Linked DNA regions of Mus musculus: all the other regions are linked to region 3. A link is a contact called in public Hi-C and HiChIP or PLAC-seq data. All regions are on one chromosome and are shown on one strand. Each heading gives the region's core, a stretch centred on a gene start, on an enhancer-like site or on the middle of the called end of the contact. The rest is flanking DNA. Distances are from core to core; before and after follow the strand shown.

Region 1 (2,700 bases), core at 104-2,603, 380 kb before region 3:
AGCCTGGATACTTAGAAGACAGTCTACAGATGATATACTAGCAGGGTGTTGACAAGAAGATGACAAATTGCTCGAAGTAGGAGGATTTTTCTGCAGTAGATCAGTCAGTGATATCATCATGGGATGATGTGAATCAGTGGAGAATTTATTCCAACATGTGAGTAAAATGGAGCATAGGAAATATATGATGAAACCCTCAAGCCAATAGGCACACAGCCTCCCAGGTAATTGAGAAAGTGAAGGACAGGGCCAAGACACCACTGCACGCACATTCATCAGACCAGTAAGCCGTTTTCACATCTGATGTCCAGGATATGACAGTAGGAGCTCAGACGTTATGGATGAGATGTTAATTGGCGCGTGTGTTTGCACAGACCACATGGCATGATGCAGTGAAGCTGGAGATCATGGCTACTACCTGCTGATTCAGCATCTATGAAATTAGACCATGTGCTGGCTGCACCAGGGTTTGTAGTGACAAATACCAGGGAGTCACCTGAATGTTTCAACTAAGTAGTCTCAGTAGACATACTAAGTATATCTGCTGGGCAGCAGTTAGAATAAAGCCCGCCATAGCCCTCTGTGAGTTTATGAATGTACTCACATGCACAGGTGGTTAAAATGGAGCTTTCGCTATAGTGTTTCAGCAAGTTAGGTAATAGTTAACTTCTGTGGAGGGGAGCAGGGGAGTAAAGGGTGACCTGTAGTCAGATCTCATACATCATTTCTTTTTTAGAGTAACTTGAGAGTGATCTTGTGGACTTTTAAAAATATTGAAAATTTTAATAGAAATAGTTTTACCTGAAGTAAATTCAGTTTGAAGTAACACGCTCACGTTAAAATTGCATAATTTTGAGTAAGATTGGTGTGCACATTTGAGGTAATTCAATAGTGTATTAGGCAATTGAAGATTTGTTATGGTATCTTCTGTAAGCTTGGTATGGTAATGCACACAGTAATCCTGGCACCCCGGAGGATGAAGCCAGGAGTTGGATTTGAGGTCAGCCTGGACCATATAGTAGACCTTGTCTCACAGAAACAAGTGGAAGTGCCCTGTGTGCTGGGAGCTAGGTCAGAGCTGGGCAGGAGCCCTCCAGCTGCGTCAGTCAGCACGAGCATCCTTTCAGTGCTTTGCTGTAGCACATAGTGTCCTGAATTAATTCACTCTTCTTTCTCCCACCCTAGATGTGTTACAGCACACCATCATCCACAAGAAACATGCTGGGAAAAGTCCCGCTCTGAAGTAGGTATCTAACTTCTAAAGTGTAAATGCCTTTGTACACCTTACACTCAGTCAGTGTTTAGTCAACTTCTCACCTGTGTGCTGTCTGGGAGTCTGCCATTTTCCTCTCGGGTGGGTTTTTTGTTTTGCTTTCTTTTCAGTTGCCGTGCGTGCTGTTTCCCTTTTGTCCCCTTCCTTCCTGCCCTTTGGGGAAGTTCTTTTGTGGCAGCCTTCAGAGTTACATACTGAATTTTATTCTTGTAGCTGCCCCCAAAATTGCAGTGTGTCTTTCACCTCTTAACGGGTAACATAAATTCATAGACAGTTTGTGCTTGCACGATTCCTTGAGTACTCTAAGGGACTCAGGTCACTGTATTGCTTTTGCCTGGGTTACAGTCATCCTGCATTTTCATTGTCTTCATAGTTTTAAATTGTGGCACTGTTTTCCAGCATTCATTTAGATCTCTTTCTGCTGTCTTGTCCCTCAGCATCCACCTATGATGGTTTCCCTTTTAAATGAATGCAGTTAGGGTGTGTGTGTGTTTGTGTGTGTGTGTGTGTGTGTGTGTGTGTGTGTGTGTGTGTGTATACACTTTGTATTACTGTGTATTGTACTGTGTATTATTGTGCTCACAAATCAAAGCCATCTACCACTGAGCTGTGCTTAGCTGAGTGAGTCTTGGTTGGCATTTCTTTTCTGCTGCCTCTTTGAAGCTGTAACTGACAGTCTTCTGGCTGTGTAGTTTTCATCTGCTGTGTGCCACCCCGTTGGCCTATCTCTGACACCTGATGTCTCTGGCAGATCAAATTGTTGATGTGATTTCTAGCTTACTAGTACTGCCCCTCATCTAAATGCCACAAGCGTTCTGCTCTTTTAGTCAGGACCCTCCTATGGGCAGCTGCTTTCTTTCTTTCTTTGTAGATGAGCTTGGGACTCCTTTGCTTGTGGCAGCCCTGGTTCCTCCTCTCTCCTGGGACTGAAGCCCTCCCTTCTCTGATCCACTCTTAGAGCTGTTCTTTCGGTAGCCTTTCCTCCTAGAGCCTTTGAGCTTTTCTCTGTTGTCCGTGATGGACTTTGTAGCTGTTTGCATTACTTGTGCTTCTAAACTCTGTAACTTTCTATATTTTGACTTTAGAAAGTTCTCAGCTTATGTCTTCAGATAGTCAGTTTCTGTTCTCTGAAGCCGTCTTGTAAGAGTCCCCGAGGTCCTTGTGTGTGGGCTGCTCACACATCCATCCCACTTGTCTCTTAGGTTTTTATGTTCCATCCTTTTGTCCTTCAGTGTAGCTTCTTCAGACCAAGCTTGTTATCAGCTCTTTCCCTCAGTTTCCCATCTGTTGAATTCTTACACTGGCTTCATAGTTGAAGACTTTACATTTGGTTCTTTCAGTGACTTGGCAGAACTCTCTGTCTTCCCAAAGTGTAAACCCAATAACTTCATCCTCTGCATTATTTAGGCCGTGGGGGGTTTCCAGTC
Region 2 (2,730 bases), core at 4-2,503, 410 kb before region 3:
TCTGTAGATGTCCCAACACTCTCAACGAGGGTTAGTGTGGCTTTTAATTTTCTCACGCTCCTACTTTGGTTATGTGGTATAAGTTCTTTATTTAAAACTGTCGGAAATTTTAAAAAGCAAACACACAAAGAAACTACTATTATGGACCCTCAAATAATAATAATAATAATAATAATAATAATAATAATAATAATCCTGTTTCCCCCGCCCCTGGGCACAAGATTTATATTTATTTACAATCATGGACTGACAAACAGCATGCCAAGAACTCTTGACCGGCAGTCAGGCTCCAGCACAAATGAGACAGGATGGTCCTGATGGCTCTGAGAGCAATCATGGCCCCTTGGGTTGGTTTGGTTTTTAAATTGATTTTTATGGTTGGGCTATACATATCACTGAAAGAGTCATAGGGAGGGCGGTGTCTACAAAACTTAAAAATGTAATATCGCTTAAAAACTTAAAACCCTGACAAGACAGTAACTTATTAAATTGTTTAAAAGAGTTACAGGAAATTCACACCAGCTCAAGAATTCCAAATGTTCACGGATAGGAACTAAAACGTAGGCAATAAGTGATTGCGCAAACCATAGATTTGGGGCAGGAGGGCGTCCTTAAACTTAACCTTGCAAGCCAGATGCAACCATTAGGCCAAGCACCCCCAGCAACAGGGTCCCCTCAGCCGGATACCCGGCCCAAAGCAGCACCTTGCAGCCAGCCTGAGCAAGGGCGCTCGCCGCCCAAAACCACTCTACATCCCGACCTAACTCCTGGATCTTCGTCCCAGCGTTCACACCAACGGTCCAGGTGAAGTTTTAGAATATGGTAATCTCCCGTGGCTGACTTTGGCGGAGTTCACGAGGCGGCAGGGGCTGGGAACCCACTTGGCGTGATCCAGGGCGGTGGCTGACGCGAAGATGGTCTGCAGCCACGGCACGGTCAGATCTCTCAAGAAAAACTAAGTCGATGTCCCTCCTCCCACGCGAACCTCGCCCACTTCTGCCGCTCCGGGCCAAGCTCACCTCGCCGTGGTCCGAAAGTCCCAAACCCACGTCCTCAGTCTGCTGGAACCCATCAAGCATTAGGACCGCGCGGGATGTGCCAGAGCCTTGCAGCATAGCAGGAGGTGGGCGTGGCTTCTCAGAGAGGGCGGCTCCCGGCGGGGAGGGGGGGGCAAACGAGAAGCTCGCGTCACGCCAGATCTAAACGTTGATTGGCTGGAGTGCGGTGCGCGGAGCCCGCCAGCGTCTCCGCCCAGCCCCGCTGCTCCTCCTCCTCCTCGCCAAGCCGCTCTGCCAGCGCCGGCTCGAGAGGGAACGGCTCAGGCCGTCACCGCCAGCCCCGTGCGGACGCGGAAAGGCGGAAGGAGGACGCGCTCGTCGACTTGCTCCTCCCGCACCGGACTCCCCAGCGGGCACAGAGCCCAGGGGAGGAGCCGTCGCGGTCACGCCCCGCCTCCCGCCGGGACGAAGCTGCCGGCCGGCCACCGCCCCCCGTCCCCGGTCGGCGAGACCCGCCCCCGGCCCGCCCCGGCGGCATGGAGGGGCAACGTTCTTGACGGCCGTGCCGCCGCCCGGGCGCTCGGCTCCTCCCGCCGCCCCCGCTCCCTCGCTCGCATGTCCGCACCGCCTTAGCTGAGGATGCTGAGGATGAAGCTGCCACCGAAGTCGACGCACCCCAGCGAGCCGCCGCCCGACGCGGAGGAGCCCGAGGCGGACGCGCGGCCGGGCGCAAAGGCTCCGCTGCGCCGCCGCCGCGACTGCCGCCCGCCGCCGCCGCCCACGGGCCTGCCGCGGGGACCCCCGCCGCCGCCGTCGCCGCCCCGGGGGCTCGAGCCGCCTGTTGCTAGCGGGCCGACGGCGGGCGCGGGCATGCCGGGCGGCGGCGGGCACGCGGCGGCGCTGCGCGAACAGGAGCGGGTGTATGAGTGGTTCGGGCTGGTGCTGGGCTCGGCGCAGCGCCTTGAGTTCATGTGCGGGCTGCTGGACCTGTGCAACCCGCTGGAGCTGCGCTTTCTCGGCTCGTGCCTGGAGGACTTGGCGCGCAAGGACTACCACTACCTGCGCGACTCGGAGGCGAAGGCCAACGGCCTCTCGGACCCAGGGTCGCTGGCCGATTTCCGAGAGCCCGCCGTGCGCTCGCGCCTCATCGTATACCTAGCGCTGCTGGGCTCGGAGAACAGAGAGGCCGCTGGCCGCCTGCACCGCCTCCTGCCCCAGGTGGACGCGGTGCTCAGAAGCCTGCGCGCGACTCGAGCCGAGGGCTCGCGGGGCAGCGTGGAGGACGAGCCGAGTGGCGATGGCGAGCAGGACGCGGAGAAGGACGGCCCCGGCCCGGAAGGCAGTGGCTGCGCCAAGCTCGGGACTGGAGGCGGGCTCGGCTTCAGGGCCCAAGAGGAACTGCTGCTGCTGTTCACCATGGCTTCGCTGCACCCGGCTTTCTCCTTCCACCAGCGGGTCACCCTGAGGGAGCACCTGGAGAGGCTCCGCAGCGCACTCCGGGTGGAGCCGGAGGACGCGGAGGTGGAGCCCAGCAACTTTGCGGGCTCCAGGGCCCAGGTAAGGTGCGAAGAAGTGCAGTCGCAGCTCCGGCCTCCGCCTCGGCGGGCCTCAGAATCCAGCTCTGACCCCAGCCTCATGCAGGTGTCTCGGAATAACCACTCCGCGGCTCTCAGCCATGGGTAGTCATCGTCATTTTCTTGGGTGGCTCATTTCCAGTCACCCACATGCACAT
Region 3 (2,782 bases), core at 120-2,619:
TGAGATTAACCAACATTATGGTTTGGGGTTTGTTTCCTTAATAGTCAAGTTCAGCTGCAGTGAATGAGGTAGTAGAATCGACCTTCTGGTCAACCGCACACACAGCTGTTGTTACCCTTTTCTTTTTATGATTATGCAAGGTAGTCCTCACTGGAAGAGAGGACTGGATGGGGACTGCATAGAGGAGAGCCCTGCAGAGAACCTGCAGACCTCCTACAGAACCAAGATGGGTTTCAGCTCTTCCAGGAGATCACGTGAACAGGTCCATGCACCTTCCATTGTAACTGTCAATTAAGAGCTGTATGTGGAAGGCAGGTGGCATCCCTGTTGTCTCCCTTCAGGTGTGCCCTCAGTAGTACTTGGCCAGCCCAGACTAATGGCCGAGCCCACAGAAGAAGAGGTAGCTCACTCCAGCACAGCACTGGACCCAGTAGCTGAAGAAACTGTGTTTCCCAAGTGTGGAAGAGGCCTTGTGCCTTCAACTGGAAGTCGAGTCATCCCAGGGGATGATCCTGCCTGACTCTCTAGCCCTTCCCTCCCTTACTGTGCATCATACCATGTGGGGCATAGGTCACATAGAAACCACACAACTTCCTAGTGCTCCCCAGTGCCTTATTTCCTGTCCAGCTTCCAAGTCATCAGTGCTTAAATCCCAACTCTGGGTAGAGTTCATCTTTGTGGAGGAGGCCTAGAGCACACAGTGTGACTCTTTCAGAGGGGTCAGAACCTGTGGAGGCTGGTGAACAGAGTCAGTACTTGTAGACTCCATGACAGCATCTGAGGCGGCTACACAGCAGAACCAGCAGACGTGGGAGAGAGCAGCAGGTTAGATGCTGTGTTTGTGCATCCACAGTCCTCTGGCATTTACATCTCTGTCCGTTCTGTCATTGAGACATTGTGCACATCACACGCGTGGAACTGTGGAGAGAGAAGTTCTTTTGGGGGACTTGGCAGTACATAGTACTGTAGAGGAGAAACTTTTATGTTGCATCCATGTGAAGGGACTAAAGAGGCACAGACATACTGGGAAGTCTCCATGCTCTTATGTAGGAGCCTCCGCAGTTATTTCCTAAGGTGAATTTATTCACTTCTGTTTACCAAGATACACTCTAATAGTGTATGTGAAGGTGCTTATAAATCTGAAGTGGATTTTGAGCTTTAAGTATTTTATTAATACTTGAAGACCCCTAAAGCCATGATGTCTGCACAGGAGAAAGGGTTGCCCTGAGGCTGATGACCTTGCTGGGGCCAGGACACCAGTTCCTGTCAGATCAGCCACCTACTAGCAGATACAGGCAGCCTCCAGGCTTCCTGCCCTTACCCATCAGGCCAATCTCTGGCCAGGGCCAGACTAGTGTGGCTGCTTTCTTTTGATTGCTTTTGTTATAGCACCACCTACTGGTGAGTAGTTTGGGGGCCAGGCCACCGACTCCATTTGGACTGAAGAAACTGTTTAGCAGTTTTCTTCATGGAATAGAAAGTAATCCTCACCACTAATTAAGTGTGGCAGAGATGCTGCATTAAATCCTAGCGTCTGTTGTACCTTGTACCAGTCTCTGCTTTACAATGTGGTATCATTGGTGACTACTTGGTTCCTATAATAGGAAATTTAAATAACATGCGACCAGAATTATAATCGATCCAGCATTTGTCTACCCTTGCCTTCCCTGGGGTTAGAAAACAAGGGAAAACAGAGAGCATTAATGGTATGCATGCAGTCTTACAGAGTAGATATGTGATGTCACTACTGGCTGTAACTAAGGGAGGGGGGAAAAAAGAAAAAAAAGCCCCATTGGCGTAATGTTGACTCTCATCAAAGGGTCTTGAGTCCTTCCCTGGTGCTAAGCAGAATAATCGCTGAAAAGTGGGGTTATATTATCTGTAACTGCCTCCCGAGTGACAGATCGGAAACTCACTAACGCCTTCCATGTAAGTTGTCACTATTCCAGCACAGAACTAGGCTGCTCAGAAATCCGGGAGCACGGCACAAATGCTTCAAGTGGCGAGTGGAAGAGAAGACTCACTTCTCTTGTGGGGGAGCAGACTCACTGTCGCTGGGGGAGCTCCCAATATCTGTCATTAAATACTACTAGTTTCTCTCTTTCAGTTCATCTCCGAAATTCCCATGTTGTGCAAATGACTCTAGGCCAACTGCTTTCGTCATTGTCATTGATCTGGCCTGTGCTGATATGGATCCCCATGTCTGATATATATGTGTTTGAAAATGTAAATGGCTCTAAAGCATCTGTGATAGCTTTGATTTGTTTTTTCTTATCCTAACCCCTACCTGCTATATCAATTGGATCAAAGTTCACACTAAACCTTGCTCAGGTAAAGGAAGGTAAGAGCCCTTCCAGGACCTCCATCTGATTTGCATGTTCACTCATCCTTAATCAACAATCCATGGCCATCTCAAAACCAGCACAGGACCTGAGGGGCCTGGCTGGGGTATGATCTTGAGACGCTTTGAGGGTCTAAGCCAGCGCCGTGTTGATACTAGATATACATAAATGTCTGAAAGCAGAATGCTCTCCCCTCAAAATGCCCCTCTTCCCTTCTTGAAGACATTGAACACATCAGGAAGAAATGGGCAAATGGCCCTTAAGCCCTGTTTTTTACTGTTCTGTTTCCTGGCCTCAATGTACATATAAATAATATGTATTGCATTTGTTGGCCTTTGGTTCATTTTGCTCAAAGAACACAAACAGAATGCTTCAAGAAAGGTCTCCCTCCTGCTTAAGCTGGAGCCTCACTTATTCTGATTCTCTAAGGACAGAAAGAT
Region 4 (2,700 bases), core at 73-2,572, 260 kb before region 3:
TCCCTCTGAACTCTTACTAGCATGTTGTGTTTTGTTTTCAACTCATTTTCAAATATTGGAATCTCCTTTGTGCTCTCCTCTTTGCTTCCTTTTTCTTTAGGTCTTTTGTTAGCTGGGCATGGTGGCTCCTGCCTATAAACCCAGCACTAGGAGGCTGAAACAGGAGGATTGCCATAAGTCTGTGGTCAGACTGAGCTACAGAGTAACGCCTTGTCTCAAATAAATTTCTATTATTTCCTATATATGAGTGATATTTGCAGTTTCCCTTCTGTCATTGATACTTTCCCACCTGTGGTAGCTCAGGAAACTGCTTTCACTATTTTACTATTTAAGACATGTAGCGATTGTTTTGTGGTCTAACTTGTGACCTGCGATGGGAAGCATGAGTATTCAGCTGGATTTGGTGTTATCATTTATAGTGAGATATAGTTATAGCCCTGTGTTTCCTCACAGCTCTTGGTAGGATGTTCTACCCATTGGGGGGTGGTGGTAGTGAGAGGGGCTGAAGAGATGGCTCTGTGGTTAAGAGCACTGACTGCTCTTCCAAAGGTCATGAGTTCAATTCCCAGTAACCACATGGTAGCTCACAACCATCTGTAATGGAATCTGACGTCCTTTTCTGGTGTGCCTGAGACAACTACAGTGTACTAGCAAATATAAAATAAATATTTTTTTTAAAAGAAAGTTGTTCTGGTAGTTCATGAAAACCTCTTCCAGCTGTACATCCTTTAGGTTCCACAAGTGTGTGGCATCTATATCTACCATTACACTATCATACAGAACAGCATCTGTGCTGTTTAATTAGCACAGAATACCTAATAACAATTTAAAGGAAGAAGGGTTTCTTGTGACTCCTAGTTGAGAAAGAACAGTCTGTTATAGGGAAAAGAGCATGCCAGCTGAATATTCTTGCTCCACTATGGAAAGAGTATATAGTAGCTAACTGTCACATGGTGACGACCAGGAAGAAGAGGTTTCTATAAGCCTGCCTATAAGGCCTGCCCTGAAAGTCACCCACTTCTATCTCGCATTTACCTCCTATATGTTCCATCATCCAGGAACCAGGGGTTCAAGCCTTTGGGAACATTTTACAGCCCCATATAGCAGTGACTGTATTAATTTCTGCTGTGATAAAACACTGACCAAAGGCAACTTAAGGAAGCGTTTACTTTGGTTTTCAGTTCTACAGAGCTAGAGTTCATAGTGGCAGGAGAGACATGGTGGCAGGAACAGGGAGCTGAGAAATTGTGTCCCAACTGCACACACAGGAAGCAGAGACAGCAAACTGGAAGCAAAGCAAGGCTTTAAACCCTTCAAATCCTTCCACTCCACCCCCCCACTCACTTCCCCCAGCAAGGCTCCGCCCACTAAAGGTAGTGTGACCTCCCAACTAGGGAAAGTTTTCAAATGCATAAGCCTATGGAGGAGATTTCTCATTCAAAACCACCACAGTTGTTTAATCTCTTTGGAATAAAGTGCTATTTAGTGTACACACATTAATATGTGCCATATATACTGTGTGTTGGATGTATATTTACTAAATCTCCAAGACTCCTACTTCTGCCATTTTGCTAGTTGTTTGGATGTAATTTTTCTTCACCCTCAATTCCTTCCATACTGCTTTCTTTTGTGTTTAACTGATTTCTCTTATAGTTGACCTTTTTATTTTTCTCCTTAATTCCTGTTTTGTAATCTTTGTGGTTATTTTCTAAGTGGCTGCCTTGTGTGAGGAAGAACAGACAAAAGAGAAGTTAGGAGAGACAACTGGGAATGGTTGTGAGAAACACTTCCAACAGAAAACAGCACACTGTTGGTCACTGTGGCTGTCTGAAAGGGCAGAGTCTGTGTGTTGACTGATTTCCCTGAGGTAGGTCTCATATAGCTCAGGCTGGCCCTGCTCTCCACTCCATAGCTGAAGCTGCTCTTGAGTGCTGTGTTTGTTTGCCTATCTCCTTTACCTCGTAAATGCTGTGGTTACAGATGTGGGCTGCTACACCCAGAGGAAAATCCTGCATTTAAAACAGATTTGAAGAGTAACATTGTGATGGTTTGTATATGCTCCGCCCAGGGAGTGGCACTATTAGAGCGTGTGGCCTTGTTGGAGTAGGTGTGTCACTGTGGACGTGGGCTTTAAGACCCTCATCCTAGCTGCCTGGAAGTCAGTATTCTGCTAGCAGCCTTCAGGTGAAGATGTAGAACTCTCAGCTCTGCCTGCACCATGCCTGCCTGCATGCTGCCATGCCCCAACCTTGATGATAATGGACTGAACCTCTGAACCTGCAAGCCAGCCCCAATTAAATGTTGTCCTTTATAAGAATTGCCTTGGTCATGGTGTCTGTGCACACAATAAAACCTTGACTAAGACAAACATTTAAATTTTATGTAAAATTTAAGCTGGAAAGGAGACCATCTTCAATGTACAATGACTGAAAATTTAAAAAAAATACTGTTTTACATAGTAAAATTCTATTTTACATAATGAAATCTATTTTTTTCAGAGAGTAAAATGTACTAACATAGATGGTCATTTTTTTTATTTCGTATTTTCCTCAATGACATTTCCAATGCTATCCCAAAAGTCCCCCATACCCTCCCCCCCACTTCCCTACCCACCCATTCTCATTTTTTTTTTGGCCCTGGCGTTCCCCTGTACTGGGGCATATAAAGTTTGTGTGTCCGATGGGCCTCTCTTTCCAGTGA

The links. Hi-C and Micro-C count contacts between places; a contact is called where the count stands out from the background. HiChIP or PLAC-seq counts read pairs in DNA pulled down with a chosen protein or histone mark.
Region 1: a Hi-C map of bone marrow-derived macrophages shows a contact between it and region 3, with 24 read pairs. The contact joins two enhancer-like sites. A contact is called at or near these places in 1 of 39 promoter capture datasets (the C10 cell line), 2 of 484 Hi-C or Micro-C datasets (bone marrow-derived macrophages and nephron progenitors), 5 of 115 datasets of contacts at active chromatin or transcription factors (bone marrow-derived macrophages, fibro-adipogenic progenitors, large pre-B cells and 2 more) and 2 of 9 other capture datasets (adipose tissue and liver).
Region 2: an H3K27ac HiChIP or PLAC-seq map of trophoblast stem cells shows a contact between it and region 3, with 4 times the contacts expected there. The contact joins the promoter of Zcchc2 here to the enhancer-like site in region 3. A contact is called at or near these places in 12 of 39 promoter capture datasets (the 3T3-L1 cell line, the C10 cell line, the HPC-7 cell line and 6 more), 1 of 15 datasets of contacts at CTCF or cohesin (large pre-B cells), 8 of 484 Hi-C or Micro-C datasets (the 3T3-L1 cell line, B cells, the HL-1 cell line and 5 more), 14 of 115 datasets of contacts at active chromatin or transcription factors (the NIH/3T3 cell line, T-cell acute lymphoblastic leukemia, bone marrow-derived macrophages and 10 more) and 4 of 9 other capture datasets (adipose tissue, embryonic stem cells, liver and 1 more).
Region 4: a Hi-C map of bone marrow-derived macrophages shows a contact between it and region 3, with 59 read pairs. The contact joins two enhancer-like sites. A contact is called at or near these places in 14 of 484 Hi-C or Micro-C datasets (CD4 T cells, CD8 T cells, ECoMG-derived neutrophils and 5 more) and 4 of 115 datasets of contacts at active chromatin or transcription factors (the HPC-7 cell line, cardiomyocytes, fibro-adipogenic progenitors and 1 more).

What each region holds. Positions count from the first base shown.
Region 1 is chr1:106,018,663-106,021,362 of GRCm38.p6, forward strand. It overlaps Zcchc2 (zinc finger, CCHC domain containing 2), which reads left to right. Exons shown (of 14, transcript NM_001122676.1): 8 at 1,186-1,243. Among named protein-coding and RNA genes, the nearest start is that of Zcchc2, 30 kb to the left of the region's middle. Within about 2 kb of position 1,354, at least 41 of the 459 cell types and tissues checked have an H3K27ac peak or open chromatin away from gene starts, as enhancers often do. A contact at or near this core is called in bone marrow-derived macrophages, where this site is marked.
Region 2 is chr1:105,989,153-105,991,882 of GRCm38.p6, forward strand. It overlaps Zcchc2 (zinc finger, CCHC domain containing 2), which reads left to right and starts at 1,254. Exons shown (of 14, transcript NM_001122676.1): 1 at 1,254-2,555. The coding sequence starts at 1,638. It overlaps Gm7160 (predicted gene 7160), which reads right to left and starts at 1,130. Exons shown (of 3, transcript NR_151625.1): 1 at 1,020-1,130.
Region 3 is chr1:106,394,327-106,397,108 of GRCm38.p6, forward strand. No RefSeq gene overlaps it. Among named protein-coding and RNA genes, the nearest start is that of Gm41928, 130 kb to the right of the region's middle. Within about 2 kb of position 1,370, at least 49 of the 459 cell types and tissues checked have an H3K27ac peak or open chromatin away from gene starts, as enhancers often do. A contact at or near this core is called in the HL-1 cell line, the NIH/3T3 cell line, T-cell acute lymphoblastic leukemia and 4 more, where this site is marked.
Region 4 is chr1:106,137,574-106,140,273 of GRCm38.p6, forward strand. No RefSeq gene overlaps it. Among named protein-coding and RNA genes, the nearest start is that of Gm20753, 33 kb to the right of the region's middle. Within about 2 kb of position 1,323, at least 3 of the 459 cell types and tissues checked have an H3K27ac peak or open chromatin away from gene starts, as enhancers often do. A contact at or near this core is called in bone marrow-derived macrophages, where this site is marked.